Regions from separate parts of the Mus musculus genome. Here all the other regions are linked to region 1. The links are chromatin contacts, called in public Hi-C and promoter capture Hi-C maps. All regions are on one chromosome and are shown on one strand. Each heading gives the region's core, a stretch centred on a gene start, on an enhancer-like site or on the middle of the called end of the contact. The rest is flanking DNA. Distances are from core to core; before and after follow the strand shown.

Evidence for each region. Promoter capture Hi-C pulls out the DNA fragments that hold promoters and counts their contacts. A called contact is a pair of places that touch in the nucleus more often than the background predicts.
Region 2: a contact with region 1 is called in a promoter capture Hi-C map of liver, with 3 times the contacts expected there. The contact joins the promoter of Tm9sf4 here to the promoter of Gzf1 in region 1. A contact is called at or near these places in 2 of 39 promoter capture datasets (liver and pre-B cells).
Region 3: a Hi-C map of CD4 T cells shows a contact between it and region 1, with 3 times the contacts expected there. The contact joins the promoter of Dzank1 here to the promoter of Gzf1 in region 1.
Region 4: a promoter capture Hi-C map of pre-B cells shows a contact between it and region 1, with 4 times the contacts expected there. The contact joins the promoter of Sec23b here to the promoter of Gzf1 in region 1. A contact is called at or near these places in 3 of 39 promoter capture datasets (cranial neural crest, liver and pre-B cells).

Annotation. Positions count from the first base shown.
Region 1 is chr2:148,679,632-148,682,900 of GRCm38.p6, reverse strand. It overlaps Gzf1 (GDNF-inducible zinc finger protein 1), which reads right to left and starts at 1,781. Exons shown (of 6, transcript NM_028986.3): 1 at 1,686-1,781. It overlaps Gm46771 (a long non-coding RNA gene), which reads left to right and starts at 1,957. Exons shown (of 2, transcript XR_001783505.2): 1 at 1,957-2,076; 2 at 2,456-2,623.
Region 2 is chr2:153,159,606-153,162,874 of GRCm38.p6, reverse strand. It overlaps Tm9sf4 (transmembrane 9 superfamily protein member 4), which reads right to left and starts at 1,574. Exons shown (of 18, transcript NM_133847.3): 1 at 1,304-1,574. The coding sequence starts at 1,318.
Region 3 is chr2:144,525,671-144,528,939 of GRCm38.p6, reverse strand. Dzank1 (double zinc ribbon and ankyrin repeat domains 1) reads left to right here and starts at 1,526. Exons shown (of 21, transcript NM_172859.3): 1 at 1,526-1,660; 2 at 3,244-3,269. The coding sequence starts at 3,252. Polr3f (polymerase (RNA) III (DNA directed) polypeptide F) reads right to left here and starts at 1,195. Exons shown (of 9, transcript NM_029763.3): 1 at 1,015-1,195; 2 at 120-237. The coding sequence starts at 1,076.
Region 4 is chr2:144,554,781-144,558,049 of GRCm38.p6, reverse strand. It overlaps Sec23b (SEC23 homolog B, COPII coat complex component), which reads right to left and starts at 1,821. Exons shown (of 20, transcript NM_001252544.1): 1 at 1,726-1,821. Gm34292 (a long non-coding RNA gene) reads left to right here and starts at 1,415. Exons shown (of 1, transcript XR_003953925.1): 1 at 1,415-3,269.

The DNA of each region.
Region 1 (3,269 bases), core at 532-3,031:
TTGCTTATCAAGGTTATTTTCTAATCTACTCAAAGACATATTCCAAAGTATAGGAAAATTTACATCTAGTTGGGTTTTTTTGAGCAAGAAATTGTTATTTGATAATCACTTTTACCACTGAAAACAGCACTTCCTAGAAAAATAGCTTAAAACCCATCCTTATTTGCAATGTCCTTAAACACCAGGTAAACTGAGCTGCTCTCCTGAAATAATTCAAGTTCCAGAGCGTTTACAAACTGTGTAACCTTGAGCAAGTGGGAAGCTTCTCTGGACGTTCACTTCTTCCTCTTGAAGACCCAGCCATTCTGAGCCTTTATGGAACACAACATAGCAAACACTTCCAACTTGTCTGACCTTTGCTGGTTCATGGTGGGCTTCCTACACACCTGTAAAGGACATCTCATCTTACGGGTGACAGGCCAGTATGATTAGCTGGCTGATGGGCATCTTGAACCGGAGCCTCATGCCCGTCTTGGTTCAACTATAGTTTGTCAACAACCCCCTCAACTCCAGCTTCACCAAATGAAAGGTTATTCCCCTGCAGTTAACATATCCCCCAAGATTCCTGTCCTGGATTCCAAAATGCTAGCCCAACTTCCTGTCTTCTGCTTTGTGCACTCTTCTCAGAGTCCTCTGTCTCTGAATCTAACTTCCTTTTCCAGGCTTACATGGGTCTCCAAGTCTCCACCCTCCAGAGCATTCCTAGATCTCCTTCACCTGACGCTAGACATCACCTTGGATTCCATATGTCTACCTGGATCTGCCATTGCCTCTCCATTTCATTCAAGAGACCACTACCCAAAATCTCCAGTCTCAAACACAGAAAAGACTCCTAGAGAGTGCAATTGTAAATTTGGCACCTGTGGAATGTCATGTTGACTAAAGGGGACTCTACAGGGAACACTACCTACCTACAGAGGAAGCTTAAATAAAGGAAATACTGGTATGAGAGAGACAAGAGGCAAGTACTCAAGGGCCAATGCTCTTCAGAATCCCCGGCCCCAGCCTGAAGACTAAAGCTGAAGACCCCTCTTGGCCCGATGCCCATACGGCCAGCCTGATTTCCTAACACCTCGCCCTGGTCCCTCAAGGGAAATCGAAGTTCTTCCAGGAGATCTGGCAGCGACTTCACCATCAGCCAAGAAGGCCCTGAGCAGATTTCCCTGTTTACCTCCCCTGGGGGCAGACACCGGTCATAGCGAGCGGCTATTTGAGGTCTAGTGACAGCTGTGTTCCATTGTAACTCATTGGCATTCGGCCGTCTCAGGGTGGGCCTAGCCTCCTCACCAAGGTCGCCTAGTAGTCCCGGGGTCGGGACTCCCAGGCCAGGCCTCCAGGAGACGCTGTTCTCCGCAGCCTGCCCACCCTAGAGGGATCCTGGCTCTCAGGCAGGGAATAAAGGTCGGTGTCGGTGGCCTCTCTGACTGCACCACCTCTGACCCCACCTTGGCTACCCCGAGTCCCGGACCACCGATGATCTTCCAAAGCCGCAGGGAGAATGAACTCTGGCGGCAAGGTCCAGCCCTTCCTCCGGCCTCCAGAGTCCAGCCTGCGTGGTCATTTCGGCCTGTCCCGCCGCACCCCCGTACTCCCCGTCCTGTGCCTACATCCCCCACAGCCCGCCGCTCCAAGGGACAGAAGACAGAGGACAGCCTAGAAGACGAACCAGTCGGCAGCACGCTCACCTCTTAGCCAGTGCCTCCACGGACCCGTACCCTGGCCCAGGCCAGCAGGGACAGCGGACCGCAGGGTCCGCGGATTGGTCGCCACGAGCGCGCCCCGCCCCCTAGTGGGCTCCGCCCCCCGTAGGCTAGGAAGGCGCTGCGCGCGCACCTCCAGCTGCAAAGGCGGTTCCGGCCGTTGGTTACGTGATCTTACGTGAGTTTGAGCAGGGCCCCTAGCTAGCAGATCCCGGATTTACCACCAGCGTCTATCCAAGGCCGCGCCTGCGCAGAACACCGCAGTGGTTGGGGGCAGAGCTATTTGACAAAGTTGGGACAAGCTCCAGCTGCGCAGCTAGGCATTGGTCAGCAGGTTGCTGGAAGCAGGATTTTTCTAGCCTTCCGGGGTGCCTCGGTGGGTCAAGTCTTGGCGTAGGGCACGGCCGGGGTGGGATGGGAAGGCTGGCGCAGCTTTGTATTTCTTGAATCATTCCGCTTTAAATCCCACTCATGATCTTAATTAAAACCTGGTCATTAGAAAATCCTGCCTGACACTTCCAGTTCCCGGTAAATGTTGATCATGCTTCCACCTACTGCTAAAGCTTTACGAAGTCGCCTCCCTACTGCCACCAGCCAGCTAGACCTCTTCTTGCTGAGAATAGAATGTCTCTGGTCACTTCTTTCGTTGAACATTTAGTTTAGCGAAACAGTGCTTTTTCCTCCCTTTAAAATATATCTAATCCTCTAGAAAACTAACTGGCCTCTGTCTTAATACAGACCGTGTCTTTCTCTAGGGTGGAAGCCGGCTATTTCAAGTAGAAATGCCCACGAGATTGATAGCTCCTTCAACTTCCCAAATGCCTTGTTCTTTTAACTAGCTCCTGCTGCAAAGAGGCGATCTAGCCACTGAATTAAGCCAATTACCTGAAATAAAAGTTCTTACAAGGTGAAGTTAGTTTAAACTATGACTTCAATAGATATTGATGATTATATCTTGGAATACACGTGTGTGTGTGTGTGTGTGTGTGTGTGTGTGTGTGATAAGCCATAAACTGTTTTGCTACACAGAAGAATGAAATCTCGATTTACAACCCAGTTTGGAATATAAGTAAAACCATTTTGTGTGATTTGAAATAATGTAATGTTTTCAAGATGTGTTATGGAGCCAACCACATGGCAGCTCCTATGAGCCAAGCAGGCTTCGATATGCTGATGAACCAACCCTGAGCTGGGAGTCCCTTAATCTTTATAATAGCATGGTATTATAGGGAGTGTTTGTGTGAATAAACTGAGCATATTCAAAAGGGAAATCTATGTGTACGAAAAATGAGACAGAAGTATTTAAACTCTAGCTCAACAGGCTGAGACTGCTTTATTGGACCAGCAAGGGGCCCCGACATTTCTGTGGGATGAAAGTTGAGTGCATTTAGTTGGACTGGTGGAAAGGTATATATTGTCGTTCCTAAGCAGGGGGGTGGGGTGGGGGTGGGGGGCAATTAGGAGTTGCCCTGACAACCGCACCTCCTCTTCTGTCTCCCACTACTGGCTTCTGGGAGATGTCACCTCAGCCAAAGCCGCCTGAGGCATGGATAGTTTTCCCATCCAGAT
Region 2 (3,269 bases), core at 325-2,824, 4.5 Mb before region 1:
CATTTTTACCTGATTTCTGGGGTTATAAACAAGGAACCTAATTTAAAAAAAAAAAAAAAAAAGTCAGCCGTCTGCTAACAGGACAGACTCCTTTCATGAATTAACCTGGCCCTGTTTAGAGAAAACCAACATCAAATAACTTAAGCAAGAATTTTCCTTCAGTAGAGTCAAATGTCACAAGCTTTTTCTCTGAGTCTTTCTTGTCATTCACTACCACGATGGAATTAATTTTATCTTCTGAGGCAGCAATGTACAAGACCACCCAGGAAAATTCACTTTCGACTTTTGTTCTCATTTCTTGGCAAACAGAATTTGAGGTGAACTTCTCTTAGAAAATCTGACCTTCAAAAACTTAATTCTGTGGTTGATAAACAGAAGTCAGCTAGTGACTCATCCTTCAGGCACAGGTATATTACCTCCACTCTCATCCACAAAGAGACTTAATTCTAGTCAGCTTCATGATAGTGACCCTTTATCTGTAAGGAGCTGTGTGGAGTGGGAGGGGGATACAGACAGGCAGGGCCAGAGGTGTTTTTAAACGGTAACCCAGGGACCACCTCCATTATAAACACAGGACTGTTTGTGAGACTATAGATTCCTGAGCATGGCCTAAGGTATTGCAATCTTTGGGAGTGATGCTCAGGAAACTATTTAAACATGCCTCCCCACCAACAACCCAAGATCCCCGTGCACAGTGGGGTTTAAGAACCAATCGGATAAAAGCACTTTAGGAGAGACAGATTTTGACAGAAAAGGCAGGAGAAGGGCAGGGCCTGGGGATGGGATGATGGGCATGGGATGCCCTGGTACAGCAGCAATCAAGCGGGATGCGCTATGGGAACCGCTGAGGGTGCAGGTAAGGACAAGGCTCGGGCTGGTGCGAGCAAGGTGGCACCCGCAGACTGGTTAGGCTGATGGGTATGTGGAGAGCTGGGTATGAACGTGAGGAGGAGGAGCGAAGGCAGAAATAACGGGGGCCTCTCGGGAGGAGACAAAGCCTGGAGGGGAAGAAATGGGAAATAGGGGTGACAAGGGGCGGGAACGAAAGCTGAAATGAGAACCGTGAAGGCATGAGCCGAAGTCTTCCTTCCAAGCGGCACCTCCCCTAAAACTCCAGGCCCTGACAAGCCTAGATGCCATGCCAAGGCTAGAGAAAGGGACTTTGTAGAGGCCGACCCAGTCAAGGGTAACCCGAGCAGGGGTTCTGGAGGAGGCTGGGAACCAGGCATGGGGCGCTGGAAGGTCCTGGGCTATCCAGGGGGGCCCTGCTCCAGCTCCGGTTCCCGGAGTCTCCTTCACTCACCATCGCCGCCGCCATCTTGGATCCACGTGTCGGCGTGATGACGTCAGCGGAAGTGGTGCTTCTGTGGTTACGGAGTGTAGCTCCACTAAGGGGACTCCTGGCTTCAGATTCTTCTGTAGTCGCAGTAGTGAGGAGGTAAAAGAAGCTTAATTTCTCCTTGGCAGATTGGCCTTGGCAGTGAGGTCTCTGACTAGGTGAAGAGAACGTACGGTGTAACTATTGGAGCCATATTGACTTCTGGCAGACCCGCTCCTCCGCCTACTCCTTTTGCATTGTGGGTAATGGGGGTGTGTGGAAATAGGCGCGCTCCCTGGATGCTTTCTTTAGTATTGGCAGAAAGAGTCGTTGCCAGGGTTACCCGGGACCTTAATTGTGAAACGGAAAGCATGGTAAACCCTCTCTGACAGCTTCTGATTTAGAGTAATTTGTAATTATATGTTTAAATATTTATTTGACTATAATATAGTCTTACTAATCGGCCGTAATAACTATGAAGGTAGGACTCTGTCTTTCCCTTACACTGCGTTTTTGTCGTCAGTGAAATGGGGCAGAGATTTCTAGATTTTTTTTTTTTTTTTTTTTTTTTGGTTTTCCGAGACAGGCTGGCCTCGAACTCAGAAATCCGCCTGCCTCTGCCTCCCGAGTGCTGGGATTAAAGGCGTGCGCCACCACGCCCAGCTCTAGATTATTTTTATAATTGGCTTATGTTAAGTATCCACTGACACAATCATATAAAGTATTCAATAAATAATTGTCATTATATAACGTATGTACATTCCTTCACACATATGGTAGGTGTCCCAAACAATATGCTTTGTTAAATGAGTGAATGAAAAGCAGAACACTTAGTGAAAGGAGACATTTTTCAATGTGGACTTCTCCATTCTAACTGGCTTAATGTATGACTTGAAGCAAGTCACTTAACCATCTTAAACTTAACTTTCCAGTATTGACTTAAAAGGGTCTGGGGAGGACTCAAAGGATCATAATGGAGAAAGACTGTTTGGTTCATATATACCACTGTAAAGTGTACAAAGAGCCAGTGCGGTCTTCTTAGATGGATCCAAAAAGCTGTTAAGAGAGTAGTAATGAGTTCTGAGGATATAGTTAATTTAGCAGATAGCCTGCCTAATCTTTAGCACTGGGACTTGTAATCCCCAAACTCAGAAGGTCCAGCAAGAAGAGTTCATGGTTATCCTGGGACATGTGAGACCTTGCCTCAGTCATCATCGTTACTATCATCTTTATCATTATCCGTGTTCAGTGGCTCACACTGGTAATTTTTGCGCTCAGGATGCTGAGGAAGGAAGGCATGGTGAGTTCAAGACCATCCTGAGCCATAAAGAGAGCCACGGGCTAAACAGAAAACTCAGCATTGCTTAAGTACTGTGCCAAAACTGGTCTTAAGATTTTTAGTTATCTCTTCTGCACCTTGGCAAGGAACAGCTGAGCTCTGACCACCACTGTGGTCAGTACTGATTACTACCGTGGTGGATTTTTTTCTGCATAAATGTCTACTAACAAGCCTCTCCTTCTTGCATGTTATGAGCATACTGGTTCTCCTGTCAAAAGGTGAATTTTTTTCTCTTGTTGAATGCTGGGGTTAAGTTACTTGCTTTGACCAAATAGAGTGAATTATAAGTGTCTTCCACTTCTGTGTCTAGGCTGTAAGAGGCTTGAAGCTTCTCCTTCCTCCCAAGGATATAAATATGGCTGGGTGTCCTGCTGCATAGACAGGTCTATGTCATTCCTCACAGAGTTCTAGAAACCCCACCTGACAGTTACACATATAAAGGAAATAAGTTTGTGCAGTTCAAACCTAGCAAGCTACTAACTAAATATAGAACATGTGAATATCCTTATTGATATTTGGAACAAAAGAACTACTTGGTTGAGCCTAGTTGATTTAGTATTGGGTTGGATTGTTATGAGTGCTGAAAAACAAACCCATAAATGCCTGGGACCA
Region 3 (3,269 bases), core at 277-2,776, 4.2 Mb after region 1:
CTAGGATCTCAGAGCCCAGCCAAGCTGACACATAAGGTTAGCCATCACAACGATATGACAGGAAGCAATGAAAACCAGAATATACAACAAATTACATGAATTGGTTGACTTCACCTTACCATGGATAACAGTCTATTGATGGCCACTGCCCGCTGCTGGGCTTCAATGTGAGGCATTTCGTTCTGAATTACTTGATCTGTGATTCCATGAGGGAACTGGTGGCATAATTCTATAATTCTAGGAACAACGGTATAAATGGTTTATGTTTGCTTGCTTTTAAAGGCAAATAAGGAAGATACACGATAGTCAAGCTAAAAAGCTCAATGTTGTCAATGGGAATAAGTACAGCAAAGTGACTCCAAGGTCTGTGGGCAGAAAGCAAATAGAATATTCGGGGGTGGGGGTGGGGGGCAGCATAGTGATTCACCATAACTGGAGTCTTGAGAATTATCCCCTCCAAACAAACTGGAGGGATTAATTTGTTTGGAGGTGTAATAAACTTATTATCCACAATAATAATGTTGAGAAAGTCGTCTTTTAAATACATTATAACCTAGAAACACATGTGCACTACGGGAGTTAAGGCACTCACTGAACCTACTTGGCTCAATGGTCCTTTGTAATCACAAACTGAACCCTCATTTGGCCCCAACGTTCTCTTATAGAACTTCCCTTGGCAACCGGGCAATCCTGGATTCGAACACATGTCCAAGAACTACAGGGAAAATGCAGGTCTCTCTTCTGGCCCTGGCTGCTGTCACGTTCCAAGTGCTCTAATAGAATCCCGGAGAACCCAGTTCCACAACGTTTCAAGCTGTCCCGCTGCTCTAGAGCTTCTGAAGAGTTCTACTCTCCCTAATCGGGGCGGGGGGGTCGCCCAGACACCCGGCAACCCCGCTCCCGCGTGCTCGACCAGTCTACCCCAGCCTCTCCCCGCGGGACTGAGAGAGAAGGGGGTCCCGCTACCCAGCTGACTGCTCGCTTAGCGTCGGGAGCCTAGCTTTATTGCAGTACCTGTTTTCTATCTCCACCGGATCCGCGTCCGGCGGCTGCACCTTGACCTTCACCTCCGCCATGAGGGCAGTTTTCGAGACTAGAGGAAAAGTGGCCCCTCGGAGCGCGCTGGAAGTCTCGGGAACCGGTGGAGGCGCGCGCCGGGGACCGAGGCTTGAGAGAGAGGCGAGGGACCTTCTTCATCCGGTCGCGCTGGGCCTTCTTCATCGGATCGGCTTGGGGCGCCCGTGCTGTGCCTGCTCCGCCTTGCTCGGCAGGGTCGCCACAGCGACTCCCTTCCGTTGTCTCAAATTTCAGTGCTTGTCGGACAAGAGCCTCTGGCTCCAGTACGCACCCTTCAGCCTCTTCCAGCCGCCGAGAAGGCATATTCTTGGACACCTACAAGAAAGTGTCGCAGAAGGATCTGGAGGCGGGTACCAGACGGAGGCTGCAGCCAGAGACAAGGGCGGGGCTGGTTGCTAGGATGTCGATTTCCCTGCCAATCATCTGCTCGGCTCCCGATGGGCGGGGCGCGGTTCGCAGCGTCTGTGGAAACGCAAGCTGCAGCGGAGGAGCTGTGGTGAGACCGTGAGAAACCTGACAACGGGTTGGCGGCGGCGGTGCTGCGTCGGGGGTCCTTAATCTCTGTCCTTGAGGCTGGAGAAGGGTGAGGAGAAGGGCATCTCTCACTGGGTTGGGAGGGAATTAGGCATCTCTGACTGCCTCGCGAGGCCGAGGGCATGACGCAGGGTCTGGGTCCTGGTTTGGGCAGCGAGGAGATGGTTCAGGTGCAGGATGTTGGGAGATGCTGGTGGCATGACACTGACACCAGGCTGCGGTGTGGACCTAGCGAATCAGCCATCTCTGTCTCCTTCCTGTGAGGTCCAGTGACCACCCCAGGTTTCCAAGAGCAGCTAATAGCTAACCGTGAGCACTTCAGTCTCGAACCAACGGTGTTTATTTAGAATCTAGTTTTCAGCTATCTTTATTTTAGCTGACTCTCACTCGAAGGGAAATGTGAAGGTAGGCGAATCCCTCTACATCCAGCGTCATTTCTGAAGGGTCAGATACCTGTAGTTTTTATTCTTGGTCCTCAATCTGGAAGAATCCAAAAAGGCATTAAATTCGTCTTTTAATTCTAATTATCTCGCTTTCCAGAACAAGATATGTCAAAACGCAAACATGTTCACAGCAACATGATCAGAATTCCAACTACCATTTAAAAAAAAATGACCTCACCACTGAACAACAAATTGTTACATGAAAAATTGTAAGCCAGGCATGGTGTCTCATTCCTTTAATCCCAGCACTTGGGAGTCAGAAGCAGGTGGATCTCTGTGAGTTGGAGGCCAGCTTGGTCTACAGGTAGAGCTCCATAACAGCTAGGGCTGTTACACGGAGAAACCCTGTCTCGGGGGAGCGGGGGGCGAAATGAGGATGCAAAATGTTGATTATAAAAGTGAGATGAATATGTACATTATAATTGAATAATAATGTAGCCACAATCGTTGAAGCTACAGTGCAAGTTGCAAATACTGGATTAAGAGGACTCCTCCCCACCTCAAAGAAAAGACCCATAAGGTTTCTGCCCTGCTAGTTATTTACAAAATAGCAGAGCTAATAGGAAATGATGGTTGTGGGTTTATATCCATGTCAACTTCCTTTCTATTGAGAGCTGATGCTCTGCAGTCTTTGCAGTATATTTTCCAAAATACAATACACTGCAGTGGTTTGCAAAGGTGAGACTGTGGGGGGTTAGAACCTCTTTTAAGATTTGGCTCTAAGTAATTCATGCTACGTGCAGAGTTACCTGCTCCCCTTATGTAATGAGTTGCCTTGAAGTCAGGAGAGTGAGTGTGTGTGTGTGTGTGCATGTGCGCGCGCACTGGCTGAAGGCAGTGAAGAGTGAATGATCTCGAGGGAACTGAGCTCAGAGCGTTAGAGGTGGATTCTGCTCTGCCTCATCCGTGGACCTGCCCTTTTAAAGCAGCTCCAGCCTCCTAGCGAATTCATCTGTTTGTCTTTATTAGATGTAAAGTGTTTAGGTGAATATCCAACAGCAGACGTCAAGAGCAAGCATACAGCCAACGTGTAATAATTTCATTAATTAAACTGGGCGTTATCTGTAGGTGGCATATTAATTTAATGCTCTTCTGGCTTCAATGCATTTAAAATAAGTAGCACTCTGTTGTTTTCGTGTTTAGGCATAGGTTCATGATGGAAATTTTTAATCTATTTTTTTTCTATAAGGAGAAAACATGACTGCTGGCTCAGTG
Region 4 (3,269 bases), core at 572-3,071, 4.1 Mb after region 1:
GAGAACAGAACTGTATGGTGACCTGAGAATCCGGTTATTAACAGGAAGCAGCTTGACACTGAAGCATTTCTAGTGGGCATACCACAACTATGAAAGGAAGTTTGCTTTTGTATTGAGTCTCACCATGTTCTCCTTCCTCACCATGTTTGCTTATGATCATCCTTGAAAGACTCTTTAACAATTAAGTCTTTCAGACGAAGCTTTCAGACTCGGATAGCCCAATGTTGTTAAGCAAATGCATCCTACGTGTGATTGAAAATACATTGACACATGAGTGACTGAAGGTCAACTGAGCAAGCCAATCCGGAAAGCAAAATGAACTGGTCCAGGGGGTAAAGTGCTTGCCACGCAAGTCTGACAGCCTGAGTTAGAGCCTCAGATCCCACAAAAAGATGGAAGGAAAGACCTAAGATCACAAAAGTTGCCTATGAGTGGCTTGACAGGTGCACACACATGCAAATGACATGTTTAAGCAAGTAGACTGTTAAAAAAAGGAAAGCCAGAAAACTGAACTGAAGAAGAAGAAGAAGAAGAAGAAGAAGAAGAAGAAGAAGAAGAAGAAGAAGAAGACGACGACTAAACCTGTGAAATGAGAATGGAAGCATATTCTTGTAATTTCCATATTTGGGAGGCTGAGGCAGAATCAAGAGAGTACAAAGCCTCCTGGGTTACATAGGGATAGATATAGATATATAGATATATCCTGCAAATAATTTGGGTGAGGACAATTTTACATACCCAGAAAAGCAAATTAATTATTCTACCATACAGACTCTATACAACAAAGTCCCAAATGTCTGTTCCAACTGAAACTCTTAACACATCTACTTGTTAGTTCTGGCAAATACAAGAAGATAAAACCCTAACTACACAGAAAGCACTTAGGCGCCTGGGAGCGGGGGTGGGGGTGGGGGGTAGTAAATAAGTCACAGCACATTCTAACATCGCCATTTCCAGCAGTTACTTCAGCAAACCCCATTAAATAATGGTAACCCCTCTATAAAGTTCTTTACGTAAATGTATAAGTCCCCGAGTATCAACATATTAACACCTGCTCCTATTTCCCACTGCCTCCTTTCCTCGATTTATTCTAAACCAGCTTCTTAATCCTAAACACGTAATCCACAGAGGCTTTCAGTGAATTCATGAATCCTCTGACGTTCTATGTATTTTTATTAAATTCTATGTGCTGAGAAAAATGCTCCTATCAAACTCTCAACGAGTAAGGGTATCTGAAGAGGTAAATAGCCGAATGGATGAATGACTGAGTGAATGAAGAGAGAATGAATGAATGAGTGAGTGGATAAAAGAAAGGCATCCAATAAAATATCTTAGCCCCTCTAAGCTCTCCAGGACATAACTTTCCAGGACTTAGTAACCATCTGTAGACACAGTTAAATACCTAATCCTGTACTGAAGATCTGGTTTCTGGTTTCACTTATCACAAAGCAAAACTCAAGGTTTTCATGGGGATTCGGTCCTTCCGGATGTTCGAGTCACCACCACCAACACCCCAATTCCGAGGGCTAAGGAGTCAGAAACCGGCCGTCGGCTCTCAGGCACGGCGCGGACGAGTCACTCTGAGCCGGCTTCTGGGTCATCAACTCTCTCTGATTCTTCCCATAAGCAAGCCCACCTTGCCTCGGCCTGTCTGGCTTCGGCCCTCCTCCTATGCGCCCCTTCACCATTGCAGAGCCAGCCGCTCACCTGTCCGGAGCCACTCACCGGGACTGAACCTTCCGCGCCCCACGGACACCAGAGCTCAACTCCGGCTTCCACCGCCAAGTCCACCTCAGCTCACAGTCGATTGGTCACCGCTCCGAAACGTCATTTCGCGGCGCCATGCTCTAGCCAATCAGAGAGCGCTTCTCTGGCTGACCCGAGAAAGTGAAACAGTCAGAAAAGCTGCGCCTCCATCTTTGAATAGGGCAAGGCTGTGGTTTCTCACCCAACAAACTTTAGAATGTAGAATTCCTCAGGATACATACTTTCTTGAATATATCCTGAAATTTTTCTCCTTCACAGAACCTCGGCGCCTGCGGAACCGTCATCCAAATGCATCCAGCACTCCTCAGGGGACCGCCCTGACACAACATGACGTCTGTTTGCCTCAGGGGGAAGTCCCTCTCATCGCCTAGCTACCGGGAAGCGAGAAGAGGGACGCGTAGCCCGGAGTTGTCCGGAGAGGCCCTCAGCCTGCGGGAAGGGGCTAGGAGGGGACAGAGAGTCTCGGCCGCTAGTTGGTGATCTTTTTGAGCTCAGCAAGTGCGGGTGCGGGTCCTCTCTTCGCGGTACAAAACTTTCCCTTCTCGTTGCTGCTGTGGTTTCTGTGCTCAATAAAAACTGTTTCTGGTGAACATCCTCCTGCCATTCCCCAGCAAGGAAGTGAGTAATTGGGGATGGTCTTATTCAGACACTTAAGGAAACTATCAGAGTCCGTTTTGATGGGTAACACAGCTTTTTCTGTGACCGCCGCAGTCATTTTTACACTTTCTTACAAGTGGCAAAAATAAATAAATAAATAAATAGCAGCAAATTCAGCGAGTGTGTAGTGCCTGCAGCGGCCAGAAGAATCTATTGTGTATCCTCTAACACGGGTGCTAGGAACTGAACTCCAGCAGTATACACATAGCCACTCAACCAACCCTTCATCCCGCCAACTAAAATCTTACAGTTATGCTAAGACATGTTATTCAAAGAGTACCCATTAAATAACCCAGTTTCCTACTAATGCAAACTTTTCTTTAAGACAGAGCCTAGCTGTAGGTTTGGCTGGCCTGGAACTCAGGAAGCCCTGCTTTCTTCTATCTTCCTATGCCTCCTCAATTTAAAAGCACACGCCATCACACCCGGCTAAATCAAACTTTTTGACGTCTATAAATCATAGGGACTTAAGTTTAAATAGGTGGTACTATAAAATATTACTGTTTGCATTACAATCTTTAAAATAAATTTACATTTTCTCATCATCATAAACATAACAATGTTAATGATGGCATGTTTAAAACCTTAAATTATGTTTGGGAAATGCAGTTATCTCTTCCTAAGGTAAAATGTAAAATAAAATATACATGTTCGTTATATCTAACGCTGAAAAAAAGAAGTCGCTTTTTAAATAACAAACACTAATATGATTTTATTTGTCAAATATTTCCCTTTCAATTTTTGGACCTGGATTATTTCTACACTAGTAATTTCTGTAGAGAGGATTTTTTTTTAATTGCATGTTCAAAATATACAAGATTGAATGTCCTTACTTGGGGGAATTT